Regions from separate parts of the Mus musculus genome. Here regions 2 and 3 are each linked to region 1. Evidence: chromatin contacts called from public Hi-C and HiChIP or PLAC-seq data. All regions are on one chromosome and are shown on one strand. The core of a region is the stretch at or near the end of the contact, and the rest is flanking DNA. Distances in the headings are between cores, read along the strand shown.

Region 1 (4,524 bases), core at 973-3,472:
CCTTTTGGGCTCCGGACATCCCCACTGTCTGCCTTTTGATTCCTAGATCTTATCTTCCTAAAGCAAAAGAGAAGAAGGCGTTAAGGATGGTTACAAGGGGAAGATCATGAATGATATAAATTGAACAATGAGTAAAGCTGGAAAAGGGGCAGGAAAGGGAGATTTGGTGGGATTATTGAGCGCCTGGAGAGGAAGACTGGCAAGATACAGGGTGGAGTTTGGAATGGATGACAGGAGACTGAGAATATGTTGGGGGGTGAGATTACTGGTAGCAACAAAGTCTACTGTACAACCAGCCATGGGAACAGATAGCTGGGAAGGACCAGAGGACAGGGTTATTGGAGAGAAGGTATCCAAGCAGCCAGGCTTACTTCATTTAAAAACCTTCATGAGTGCGGGGATGTGGGAAGGACCAGAGTGCACGAATGAGCAAGGAACTAGAATCGCAGAGGGATAAGAGAGTGGGTGCCAGCCATGCTAGAGGGTAGAGATATATGTGTGAGTATGTGCAAGAACAGGAGCTCTTCCTTGTTCTGAGGGTAGATTGAAAGAAGAGCCTCACACACGCCTGCCAGAGTGTTTGTCACCAAATGCCTGAGGACAGGCAATGTGACAGCGGATGGATTTACTTTGGCTCACGGTTCAAAGGATCACCTTCCCTCTTTGTGGGGACAGCACAGCAGTGGGCATGGCTGGGTCCACAGCTCCAACCAGGAAGCAGAGAACAGGGACTACCAGTGTTCAGCTGGCTTTCTTTTTGTTTTATTTATTAAAGAGGAAATCTGTCCAGGCACCCAGCTCCTGGATGGTACCTGTCAAAATTAATCACTTTGGTAAGAGGGGTCTAGTCCCCAGGATTCTGCTTGTTAAAGAAGCTGCAGTTCACTTTTCCTTGATATGTTTTTGACTCCTTTGACAAACATTGGGAGTCCACAGTTCTGCTGGCTTATTTCTGAATCCTCTACTGGGCTACATGATTGTTTCCATCCCAGAGACATGTTGCTTTGTTACAAAGGAGTTGTTCTTCCTGTGGAAGACTCTGTTGGTTATGTGGAGTCTTTTATGTTTCTGTGTGTACTTTAGGGTTGTTTTGACTAGTCCTGTAAAAAAAATGCCATTGGAATTTTGGTGGGGATTGTGTTGAATCTGTGGAATCCTTTGATTCCCAGCACCCATTGTGGCACACAACCACCTGTAACTATAGTACCAAGACACCTGATGACTCTTCTGGCCTTTGAACATTGCATGCATGTTATGCACAAACATACATGTAGGCAAAACATCAATATACATACAAAATGGAATCTCTCCCTCCCTCCCTCCCTCCCTCCCTCCCTCCCTCCCTCCCTCCCTCCCTCCCTCTCTCCCTTCCTTCTTTGAGACAAAGTCCCACTGTGTAGACCAGGCTCACCTTAAACTCACAGAGATACACAACACCTGCCTCTGCCTCCCTACTGCTGGGAGGCCTGTGCCACCATATCTGGCCACAGCTGTATTTTTGTTGACATTTGTTTCTCATGTGTGATGTTGGGTATGGAACATAGGGCCTCAAGCCTACTTCCACTGAGCCATCTCCCAGCTGTGGGAGTGTGTGTGTTCTGTTTGTTTGTTTAATGTATGTGAATACACTGTCATCCTCTGCAGACACACCAGAAGAGGGCATCAGATCCCATTACAGATGGTTGTGAGCCACCATGTGGTTGCTGGGAATCGAACTCAGGATCTCTAGGAGAGCAGTCAGGGCTCCAGACCATTTCCATGTTTTTTGTTTTGTTTTTATTATTATTATTATTATTACATATTTTCCTCAATTACATTTCCAATGCATTTCCATGTTTTTAACTTGAAGGGTAGTAAGCCGTTGTAGAATTGACATAATACACACTCAGATATTTAGCTATTGTTTATGTCTTGGATCAATTCTCCAAACAGAATAATTGTTTCTTATCTAATTAGTAGAGTCAGTCCTGTAAAAAGGAATGAATGTAGATTAGTCATAGGAGTGCCATCTCTTCCAGAAGTGCCTAGGGACTCCTGCCTGTGGCTTCTATGAGGCAGTGGAGGGTGGATGGGGTGTGGGGAGGGAACGTGCAAAGGTCTGTGGCACTGCACAGTGGGCCCCCCTCAACCCAGGCTTTATAAGGGTTCAGAGTTGGGCTGGGAAGGGTGAGGCTCTGAAGGAGCAGCCACGCCCCAGGCTTACTGGGGCAGAAGGTGCAGAAGTGGGCTGGCTTTCACTTTCAGTTTCCATTCCATCAAGACGAAACCAGTCAACAGTCAGATCTGTCCCTAACAGGATTTCTCACCCAGGCCTCCAGGAGGTAAACAGATGAACCTGCCTGAATGGGCTCAGTGAATCCAAGGATTGACACCAAACCTGGGTGAGCTTGGGCCCTTCTCCAAGACCCCCTATGCTATGAAAGCCAGTCTGAGTGGATCTATACAGCCCCAGCTGGGTCTTAGACACTGGCTGACTGCACTGTGTACCTGCTGATACTGGGTCTTTAGAGGTGACTGAGAGTTAGCTTGGTCTTGAAGGTTAGGGAAAGACCACCATGTGAGAGCGAGCAGGAATTCTCTGTTCCTGGCACTTTACCCCATAATTCTCATGGGATTCACCATGGCCCAAGTGCAAGATTGTCAGCTGGGATATCTATGGGTCACTTGTGAATCCTCAGGGTGACTCTGATCCACTGGTCTAGTGTCTCCAGAGCTTGGTGTCCTCTTATTTTGAACCCCCGTCTTCAATAACTCCTGTGTTTCTGTTTTTGTTTTTTTAAGAAGGCTTAGATCCTCTCATACCCTCCATGTTCCAGGTGGGCATTTTGTCTTGGTAGGCTTTTTATTTTTGTTTTATTTTTATTTTTTTAGAAAAAGAAATTTGAATTCAAAACAAAGAGCTAAATTTGCTCTGGGCTGGCCAAGGACTAAGTTGTAGAAACCTAAACTCAGGGCCAGGTGACCTCATTGCGCAACGGTAGCGTGTCTGACTCCAAACTCAGGGCCAGGGTGGTCAGCATGTCCCTCTGCCTGGGAAAAGTCCTGGTTTATGCCTGCTGTCTACATAATTAATGGCTGACCCTTTCACTCTAGAGAATCTTGGATGGGATAATAAATTATACGGCTCCCTATTCAGAGTCCCTAGCCATAGATCTGACCCCTTCACAGAGGTTAGTGAGGTGCTGACGGGGACAGACATGTGGACGGTGAGCCCACAGTGGGAGGGTCAAAGGAGACAGCCCAGATAGGATCTTTATGAAAGACTCCCTCTGCCTTTAGGACAATGCTGTAGACCATTGGTAGGCTCAAGAAGAAAACGGTAATGGCTGACTTCCATCCACAAAGCATCAGTTTCAGCAGGATTGAATGCTTGATACAACTTTCCCTAGGTATACAAGCACTCTCCACAGCCCACTCAGATAAGCCCGACCATAAGGCAGCCACCAGAGGCATCAGGTGGAATAGGTAGGACTCTCAACACACGAGGGCCCCAGGAGTCCAGCCACCCAACCTAGTCTGGCCTCAAAGCATTATGAACATAGCCTTTGGGAATCAAGACCTTTCTGAAAGATCTTAGAAAAGCCAATGGCAGGATGTCCAGCCTAATCTTCAGTGTAAAAGCGCATGCTTGCCTCCTCTAGGGACCTATAGGAACAGAAAGGCCTGTATGTCTTGACTGATTTAGATACAGCCCTCCCGGAAGCAGGGGGTGGGAGGGGATAACCTCGGGGGTCCCTGGGAGCCTGAGGAAGCTGATCTCTGCAACCACATGTTAAGACCTGAAGACATTCCCATTGCCTCTCTTTCATCTAGGGGGAGCCTTTCTCTCGTGTGTTTAGTAGGTCATGACCTTTTCCTGGGCCTCCTAGGCTTCTCCCTGGGAGTCGATCCTTCCCACCCACCAGTATAGCCTCTCTTTTTCCTGGACTAAAAGGAAGGGGCTGTGGGTGAGGCAGTATAGGGGCTGTGGGTGGGAGCAGTATAGGGGTTGTGGGTGGGAACAGTATAGCAGCTGTGGGTGGGTACAGTATAAGGCTCCTTTCTCTATATTATGCATCTTCAACATAAATCTAGAAGTTCTGAGCCAAGTTGGGATTGTTTGCTGAGCCTTTTTCAGAACAGGGAGGAGAGAACTCTGTTTCTAAACTAGTGCCCAGACCCTTTGTAAAACCCACCCCATGCATATGTGCCTCCTGGGAACCCTGTGGGTGGAGGATGTGGCCAAAGGCTCTGCCACCAGGCACATGCAGATGGATCTCCATGGCAGAAAACTGGACAGTGGTGTCCACTGAAGATAGTCACCCTTCACATACACTTCTTATGTGGAGTAGTCAGAATGAGGCATCTGGGAGCCAGGGATTGGCCTAGGGCCCAGCCAACCAGAGGTTCCTAGAGCCTCCTGGGGCAAACCCCACTGTCCAGTTGGTAGAAAGACAGCTTTAGCAAGGAGAGGCAAGATGGGGGTGAAGGGAGATATTGGGGAGTGTGAGGGACAAGGAAAGGCGTGCCAAAGAGAGGAGGAAG
Region 2 (4,524 bases), core at 960-3,459, 110 kb after region 1:
GTTCATCTCTCACAAGCCCAAATCATCATCAAAGGTTTCCAACCTTTTGGTCCACACAAATCTGACAGACCAACATTAATATTTTGATTTACACCGAAAGTCAAAAATGTACCTAGAATACACGTGCCTTCCACACACTACTGCAACAAGCACGGCTGTGTACAACACACACATTCAACAGCTCCTGCATGACTTAATCAGTTAGCATCGACATGCTCAAGGCCGTGACATTTCTATCTATCTTGTTTCACACTAGAAAAAGAACAGAAATCATTCCTGCCTCCTAAGTATCCTGGGTTGCCATGATGCTACGGCTTAGACGATCTTTATGTACAGCGTTTGATTCTTTATGTACAGCATCTGATACCAGACACCATTCTTTTCAGTCATCTCTTACCTAGGAGGAGTGGCTCCACCATCAAGTTGGCCTTAAAAGATTTCTAAAATGTCTTTGGGGGCAGGGATTTGCATCAGCCACACGCATGAGCATGCGGGCTGCGTGCCCTTTCAGCCTCTCCAGGCTACTCATAACCCCCAGGCCCTCAAAGGCATGTGGATTCCCAGTAATTATGCAGGAAAGCATAGCTTAGAACCAGGAAGATGAGAGATGTCATCGTGGGGCAGCAATGCTTGCTTTGTGGTCTCTTTATGCTCAGGGTGTATCTACAGGGCTGTGGGTATTTGCTATAACTGAGGAAAATGAATTCCAAACACCAAACAGCCCCAACCTGCACCTCTCCAAAGTCTACCCTTTCATCTCTGCAGCAAGCCAAGCGCACAAGTAGTGAGCACTTTGGGGGACCTCCCACCAGGAAGCCTATCTTAAACTCTCCAAAGAACTCCATGTCCTTGCTGTGTGCGACATGCATGGGCCCTTGTTTGGGTGTTTTGATATATTTTTTTCTGTTCTAACCCCTCTTTATGTCTGCAAGATACTTCATGATATACTCTGCCCCAGGTGGCCCAAACTGACTTTAGTAACGCTGACTTTCAGGAATGTGTGTTGCCTTGGGGGTTGAGGGAGAGTCACTTATGATCAGCTAGTGCCCCAGGCCACATCAATTTGTTGTTGTGCCTACTAGTGAGCCTTCTCTGCAGGCATTCCCCTCTATATTCCAAGGGCTTGACATATCAGCATTGAAAGTGGCCAGTCAGTGAATCTTACTTATCAGATAAAATGTGTGAGGGTCAGAAAACCTCAGAGACAAAGGGCTTCCCCAAGGTTGATAGGAAACTATTATTCTGGGAGCAAAGAGTTTTATCTCTTAGAATTTTTGAAGAGAGGAATACAGGAAAACTCAACCATCAAGACTCAGAATACAGGGCTGGCGAGATGGCTCAGCAGGTAAGAGCACTGACTGCTCTTCCAAAGGTCCTGAGTTCAAATCCCAGCAACCACATGGTGGCTCACAACCACCCGTAATGAGATCTGACGCCCTCTTCTGGAACGTCTGAAGATAGCTACAGTGTACTTACATATAATAAAGAAATAAATCTTTTAAAAAAAGACTCAGAATACAGGCCCTGGGGTATCAGGGGCTCCAGGGAGATGAAAAACAAAACAAAACAAAACAAAACCAAAACACAGACCATGACAATAATGGATGCAGGCCCCCTCTTGGTCAGTCAATGGATTTCCCTCACAGGTTCACTCTCAGTCAGTCAGTGGGTTACCCTCACTGTGGTGGTATTGACAGCCGCTCCTTTGAACCCTGAGCAGTGTCTCTCAGGCCGGTGTGTGTCCCGCCTGCTCTCTGCCCAGAGGAGCCCAGGTTTCCTGAGCCTGGCCTCTTCTCACAATTAGATATGGTTCTGTTGGGGAGATAAAGAGAGGTCATAGGCCCTGAGAGGGGAGAGGGAAGGCGCCCGGCTCTCCTTTTCCCAGGAAACAATCCCATGGTCTTTGAAAGTTATTAAGAAGGAATTACCATGTAGAATTCAAGTTCATTCCAGCACACAGTGGGTTTAGCCAAATGAGGGGGGTGGGCACTTTGTGACCAAGGACTGTGACCTCAACTGTCCATCACTGAAGTGTAGAAACTGACCAGAGATAGGTCATTCTATCTTGAAGGGAACTACAGGAAAAAGGTAGCTTAGACAGATGAACTAAGGAAGTATGCATATGATTTTTTAAAAAAACCCAAAGATTAATTTATGGCCATTGGACAGTAAATGACAGGACGTCACTGCCCTCTGCTGGTAGCAGCGTCCTCACCATGTTGGCCCCTGAGTTTTCCTTTGCTTGGAAACTGGTTTGAAGACTCAGGCAAACAGCTTTTGGAACAGCTTCATGATAAAGGGCCACTCCTTGGTTTCAGGTGAGCCGTGTGCTCACTCATTCCCCAGGCTGCAGGCGAAGTGGGCAGCCAGCCACACATACTCCACTGAAGGAAGCCTTTCTGCTCCATGTCTCAGTAGTGAGGGCCACAGACTTCCTCCTAGCCAGTGTTAACGCCTGAGTCATAGCCCCATACTCGCAGAGTGCAGCTTAAGACTCTCCTGCCTGCCCGTAACTCAGGACTCTCAGAACATAGCAAACAGGATCCCTCCTTTCTGTTCAGTACGAGCTGGGCTGCTTTTCACGGAATCCGCCAGTTCGGTTGCAACCACACAAATCAGAATTGCGAGATGCCCAGTTCCAGATGGGAAACCCATCTGACAGCTCCCACCGATCCTTAAGTTATGGAGGCTGTCTACCTCTTGGCCCAAGAGTCCATCCTGGCTGCTGGTTCTGGGGAACACGATCAGGGGTCTTCCCTTCAACCCCCTACCCCAACATTCTCTGCAGGCTTTGTTTATCTTTGAGCTGTTCTAGGCATCTAAACGTACATGGATCTATCCAGAACTTCTGACACTGGAGGCATCTATCTATCTATCTATCTATCTATCTATCTATCTATCTATCTATCTATCTATCTATCTATCTATTGCCATTCCTTAATCTAATTAGACAAAGTACACATCTCCAACAACGATTTTGGATTAGGTAACGCAATTCACACGGGTCAACAACTAAAACAATAAAATGGCTTCAAGTAAACGTCCATCAATCTTGTTGCATTATCTACAGCCTTTCTTATGCCTCTTCTTTCCCCTGCAGGAGCCAATCATGGTTAGAACTTTCCGCTCTTTATCTCGGCATTTCTACAAACATGAACATGCAAATGTACATCAGTGTTGATTTTTTCCCCTTTAGGCTAAAAGGAAGCATGCTCTGTATTCTGTTCTAAAACCTCCCCTGCCCCAGGAAAATACATGCAGGATAACTTTCCCACATCAATACACTTCAAAACTACTCATTTCCATGATGTAACGACATCACAGTTTACTTCACTAGTGTCTTATGGATGGGCCAGGTTTATTTCTATTAGTTAAATATTTTTGTTGCCTTCTTCTTCCTCCTCTTCCTCCTCTTCCTCTTCTTCTTCTTCCTCCCCCTCCTCCTTCCCAGCCTTCATCACTATTTATACTGTTTCAAATCATGTCACAGGTGGGTCATTGTGCTTATTATCCAGCGGCTGGGAGGTAGGCGTTATCAACAGTCTAAGGTCATCCTCTGACACATGGGTGGATCTAAGCCAGCCTGGGTTATGTGAGTCTCCATCTCCAACAACAACAACAACAACAACAACAGCAGCAGCAGCAGCAGCAGCAGCAGCAGCAGCAGCAGCAGCAGCAGCAGCAGCAGGAGCAACAGGAGCAGCAGGAGCAGCAGGAGCAGCAGGAGCAGCAGGAGCAGCAGGAGCAGCAGCAGGAGCAGCAGCAGCAGCAGCCATCACCGCTGCTGCTGCAGCCGCCTGGGAGGCTTCTCAGCCCCGAGGATCAAGGCAGAGGTGTCAGTGGTTTGAAACCACTGTCACGGGAGTCAGATCTGCTTGTAAGAAATGCTGGCTGTCACCTTTTCCTGTGTGTTTTCTGGTGAGGGCAATGTTCATTCTCTCTCCTAGACAAGATCTAGGAGGTGATAGAAAAGGTGAGAGCTTCCCCCTGTGGGGACCATGTCCATTAACACAAAAGACAGGGTTGGACTGGAGAGATGCTTCAGTGGGTTGAAGTGCTCGATATGCAAGCATGAGGAACTGAATTTGGATCTGTCAGAAGCATGAAAACGCCAGGCATGGTGGAGTGCCCCTGCAACCACACTGCTACAGATATGTAACTTTAATTTTTCAAACCTTATTTTTAATGATGGTTCTTAAATGCTTTAACTACCTTTTAGCCCATCACCCCCAGAGGTGGTGGAAAAGAAAGGATCTGGGAGAAGTGGACCTGTTTTGAAAGGTTCTTTGGAGCAACTCCCATCTGTGCTGTCTGGAAATCAGCAGTTCAGTTCACAGGTCAGCAGGCAGCCATAGCTCGACCTACTTGCAAACACTTCACGGATACACCAGCAGTCCAGTTTGATCGAATCTAGTCAGCAACAGATTAGGTTGTGTCACCTAACAGAGACAGCCTCTGCTCCAGTCAGCAGGAGGGACCTGGAGGGACACCAGGAGAAGTTGTTGGCTGTGCCTCTCTCAGGGA
Region 3 (4,524 bases), core at 1,107-3,606, 100 kb before region 1:
GGGGCAACCTGGGACCTTAAACTCATTCACCGCTGAGTGATTCTCTAAGGGGATCCATGGAACTGTGATCCATGAACTGCTGGTTTCAATGCAGAGGAGAATCCTGCCAACTGCTAACATGCATGCATTGCGTGTGATATCTGTTTAACACACAAAGCCACCATGGAGGGTGACGTTGTGGATGGAATGAAACCTGGGAACTGTCAAGTTGATCTTGTCTTTGCCCCTGCCTTGGGGCTCACAGATTAAGGAGTTGACAGTGTCACCATCGAGTGGCAGCTGTGAAATGGGGTCCACTTTCCAGTGAATGATCTCTAGTTGTACCAAGACACCAGTAAGTCCAGTGGAGACTGAAGGCAGAGCACAGAGGGACACATGAGTCACACATCAGCTCAGAGTGAGAATCCTGGGCTGAACACGGCACGCTCAGAGCAACCTGGACTCTTCCCCTCTCTTCGGGCAATGCCCTCTTGCAGCAGAGCATCACAGAGAGGCTTTTACAATGGAGAGAGAGCCAGTACCTCAGCATTGTACCTCAGCATCGTGATTCGACTGTTCTTAGACACCCCACAAATCAGCGAACCACACACACTCCCCTGCTCACCTGGGCTCAATCCCAGGAGCCAGGTAGGCCTGGCCATCTGTCTGTCTCCTTGGCTTTGTTCCTTCCACCGCTCATCACTTTCACTTTGAGGGCCATATACTATGGGATTTCACCCAACTCCTTCTGGCTGCTGACCCCTGCCTATGTCTTCTCTATCCTGGCTGATGTGATGAAGCCAACCTCCCTCCCTGGCTCTTGATGTGTTGTAAGTCTCCCCGATATGGGTTACAGGAGACATTCTCTATCTAATAAACTTGTTAGCTGCTGTGTGTGGCATTCATAGTGTAGATGAGGTAGCCAGCCCATGGCCCTGGGCCCACAGAGGCCCTGGGTGAGAGCACCTGTCAGTGACAGGGCACTGAAGTGCTCTCAGAGTTCCCCCCCTCGTGCTGGGGCATCAGATAGGGAGTTCACCCAACATTCCTGCAGAACTTTGAAGTCACACTGCTAACAAAACCAACTCAGGGTTAGCATGTGGAGCCAGAAGGGGTGTGCGGCTTGACCTGGGGTGCAGGTGTCAGGCCGGGGAGGGGGTATTTACCTCTTCCCTTATTAAGTACTGAAAGAAGTCCTTCTTGGGCAGAGTCTGACTGGCTCTTTATTCCATGCTCCAGTACGCACATCTACTCCTTCCCCAGTGGAAAAACAGGTGCTCCCAAGAAGTAGCAGTTTCTTATGGCTGGGTAGCCAGTTTACTACCCAGCAGTACAACCCAGTTTGGTGTGTCATACTTGGCTTCATTTACACTCTATGGGTATCTTTGAAAGGAATTTTTCTGACCTACAAATTTGCTGGGTGGTAGTGGCACTCAGGGGGCAGAAGCAGGAAGATCTCAGAGTTCAAGACCAGCCTGGTCTACAGAGTGAGTTCCAGGACAGCCAGGGCTATACAGAGAAACCCTATCTTGAAAAACAACATCAAAAGTACTAATTTACCTTTTTTTTTTCCCACCGTGCTATCCTGAGGATTAGTTACAAGAGCCGATGCTATTAACTCACGCATAGAACCTGGCTCAGGGTAAACCTTAGATGCCAGACATCGGTCACCCACGCTCCCAACCCTCACCCTGCTTGCCACCAGTCCACATTGACTCTGGTGTGGTTCACCCAGAGCCTGGAAGCTCCTATGAGGAGCCTCAGGCCTGACCTTCTCCCTCCTGGTGGGAGCAGGCAAAGGACCCAGTACAGAGGATGGGAATCTTGGGGTGTCAGACGACTGCTCAGTGCCACTGCTCACTCACTAGGGGTGCTGGACCTCTGATTAAAGAGACCCCAATCCAGTCTGTGCTTAGAGTAACCCTCAACGTTTTCTCCTACATGCCACGAAAGGAAACATAAAAGGGCTCCTGCCCAGAAGCCAACCACATGGGCCCTAGATTCATCTGCCACCTCCTCGTGGTACCAAATATCCAGGACTCCACAGAAGCAGCTGGGTGTCTGGGGTGGCTCCCGAATCAGGAGAAGCACTCTATAACCACCAACTTGGAATCTGCACTTTAAAAAAAAAACCATGAGATTTCACTGGCCAAACTGTTCTACACTGATGGGATTTAAAAGTGGGATGCTGTGGTCCTGCCCAATGAGCTTATTAATATGGAGTAAAAGCAGGAGCCAGGAGTAGTGCTAACAAAAGGCTCCCGGAGGCTGCTTTACTCTTGTTGTCCACTAGGGGGAGGGAGATCGGTTTGTGATGGAGGAAACCCAACCAACAAGTCTGATGTCTCGGCTTCTTCCTCTCCTTCAACCTGTGGTGAGGTGCAGGTTTCAAGAACCAGACAGACCCGGGGTGCTCTTTGGACAGCAAAGGACACCCATGATGTCACTTAGCATCCATACATCTGACACCCCCCAGAAGGGTTCAGCACAACCTATCCTTTATGGTTTAAGGCAATAACTATTAATGGCGATTTAGCTTGGTGGAAGGGAGAGAAGAGAGCTGTGGCTGGAGAAAAGCTCTCATTCATCTCAGGGCCAGATGAGGCGCAAGATAGCGATATCAGTTACAGAACTTCAGCTCGACAAGCTACTCTTCCCCCCCCCCCCCCCCGCCCAGCCCTATGACTGCCCTCTAGGGGCAGCTCAGAGGCACTGTGGAAATGTGGGTCTCATTCTTCCTTCCTGGCCACCAGAGAGGCTTGGCTTACATTCTAGAACAAGAGTCAAGTCCCCAGACTTTTCAGGGCCACCACTGTCTGGAAATCAAATGAACACCTTTAAGAGAAGACTGGCTGTACCCTAGGATTCCTACCCTACCTTAGGGTTACACAGGGAGTTGGGTCCAGCAGCCACAGCAATACTCCCAATGCAAAAAGAGGCAGGTGTGGGGTATCTGTACCAAGTTTAAACTCAATACCACTGAAATCATGTGCTCAGTATGGTAAGGTTGATGGTAGCCTCCTGGTTACCCCCAGGGGGGAGGGGGTGCTTTTTGCCCTGTTTGCTGACCTGGAGCCCTCCAGGAGAGAGAAGTCCACTTCTGCCTTCTCCAGAGCCACACGTTCTGGGCTGGAGCTGCAGTTACACTCTCACCCCACCTAAAATTCCTCCACCACAAAGGCCAGCGGGGAGAGCAGCTCCAGGCAATCCCAGACCACCTCTCTCTCAGAAACCACTGTAGGCTGGATCGGAAAGGAGGACACACCTCTTTGCCCTGCCACCAACCTTACCCCAGAACCCCATAAAGGAAGACTGCTGGTCGGCCACACTCTTCCCTCCCTGGGCCCCCGGACTGCCCACGCTCTCTTCCCCTTTCACACACACATACGCTCAGCACGCCCCCTCGGAGGGACTGCCAGCTCTTTCACAATTGGCTTTTCCCTTAAACTAGCAACGTCTCCCCAGGGCTGGCTACCTACCACCTCTTCAGGGACTGCCCCCTTCCCACGCCTTTGTGAACCCTCAAAACCCTGGGCCATCCTCAGGTTCAGGGTGGAATATTCAGGACTGGAGTTAAGAGACTGAGGGTGTGAGGTGATGGGGCACACAAGAGCACCCTCCCATCTTTGGTCCTTGAGTTGCTCTGAGCCTACTATTATTCAAGGGTGCTAGTGAACTTGGGTTCGCTAGATCTTGGCCCCAGAAGCTCAACGTCCTCAAGAGCAGCAGGCCTCTGGGTTTAGGCTGTCCAGCCTACTGCCTGTCTGCTGGCCCCAACACTCCCCTCCACCACCCTTCCACACCCACATACCGGCAGGGCTCCAAAGCTTATTCACATGCAGGACCCCAAATGCAGACCAGAAGAGACATGGGGGCTTTGTGGTCAGGCCCACCCATTCCAGCCCCAGGAGGCCTGAGCACCTCCGCCACTTTCTCATCAGTCCATGCCTCTGGAGCAGTACTTGGCACATGGTTCTGACCCCTTCCCACTCTTTGGCTAAAGCTAGGTCAAGGCCCCCAACAGGCCCATCTTTCTGACTGCCCCTACCTCCCACTGGGCCTCTGCCCCTAGTCACTGAATCCCAGGCTCCATATTTGGGCCCCAAAGTTGGCAGCTGCCCCAAGGATTTGGACAAGATGGCCAAGAATGGGGGATGGGATCCCCAAGAACACAGAACGGACCTGTGGTCTATACAGAATTGGAGGAATCCATCCAAGCCCGAGTAATTCCACCTATCGCCCTACCCCCACCCCAGTGCAAGATCAGGGAGGAAGAAGTGAAAGCCTCCCCCCACCCCCCAAGACCTGTTGGTCAAAAGATAAGGTCAAAGCAGGACTCTGGCCACTGGCAGCTGGGTGATGTGGGAATTTATGAGTCCGGGGGGTTAGGTGTCCTAGGGCCAGAGAGAAAAGGCTGACTGACCCTTCCCCCACCCTGAATCACTGCAAGAGGAAAGAGACAGTTCCTAGGAAACAAAACTGCAGGTCAGTGTGGGACTGACCTCTAGAGCCCAGGCCAGTCAGCAAGAGAAGAGCAGGGAGCTG

The links. HiChIP or PLAC-seq counts read pairs in DNA pulled down with a chosen protein or histone mark. A called contact is a pair of places that touch in the nucleus more often than the background predicts.
Region 2: a contact with region 1 is called in a CTCF HiChIP or PLAC-seq map of CD8 T cells, with 7 read pairs. The contact joins two enhancer-like sites. A contact is called at or near these places in 3 of 15 datasets of contacts at CTCF or cohesin (CD8 T cells, large pre-B cells and pro-B cells), 7 of 484 Hi-C or Micro-C datasets (the 63-12 cell line, Th1 cells, bone marrow-derived dendritic cells and 4 more), 12 of 115 datasets of contacts at active chromatin or transcription factors (the 230-238 cell line, CD8 T cells, the HPC-7 cell line and 7 more) and 1 of 9 other capture datasets (embryonic trunk).
Region 3: a contact with region 1 is called in a Hi-C map of regulatory T cells, with 2.8 times the contacts expected there. The contact joins two enhancer-like sites. A contact is called at or near these places in 12 of 39 promoter capture datasets (the C10 cell line, the HPC-7 cell line, cranial neural crest and 7 more), 3 of 15 datasets of contacts at CTCF or cohesin (CD8 T cells, large pre-B cells and pro-B cells), 36 of 484 Hi-C or Micro-C datasets (the 63-12 cell line, 8-cell embryo, B cells and 23 more), 21 of 115 datasets of contacts at active chromatin or transcription factors (CD8 T cells, DN3 thymocytes, the HPC-7 cell line and 15 more) and 4 of 9 other capture datasets (adipose tissue, embryonic tail, liver and 1 more).

What each region holds. Positions count from the first base shown.
Region 1 is chr6:127,243,804-127,248,327 of GRCm38.p6, forward strand. No RefSeq gene overlaps it. Among named protein-coding and RNA genes, the nearest start is that of Gm38404, 62 kb to the right of the region's middle. Within about 2 kb of position 2,223, at least 150 of the 459 cell types and tissues checked have an H3K27ac peak or open chromatin away from gene starts, as enhancers often do. A contact at or near this core is called in B cells, CD8 T cells, the CH12 cell line and 10 more, where this site is marked.
Region 2 is chr6:127,357,287-127,361,810 of GRCm38.p6, forward strand. No RefSeq gene overlaps it. Among named protein-coding and RNA genes, the nearest start is that of Gm52919, 38 kb to the left of the region's middle. Within about 2 kb of position 2,210, at least 72 of the 459 cell types and tissues checked have an H3K27ac peak or open chromatin away from gene starts, as enhancers often do. A contact at or near this core is called in CD8 T cells, the HPC-7 cell line, Th17 cells and 1 more, where this site is marked.
Region 3 is chr6:127,139,980-127,144,503 of GRCm38.p6, forward strand. The region is part of intron 3 of Ccnd2 (cyclin D2); the gene reads right to left. Among named protein-coding and RNA genes, the nearest start is that of 9330179D12Rik, 7.1 kb to the right of the region's middle. Within about 2 kb of position 2,357, at least 74 of the 459 cell types and tissues checked have an H3K27ac peak or open chromatin away from gene starts, as enhancers often do. A contact at or near this core is called in B cells, CD8 T cells, the CH12 cell line and 8 more, where this site is marked.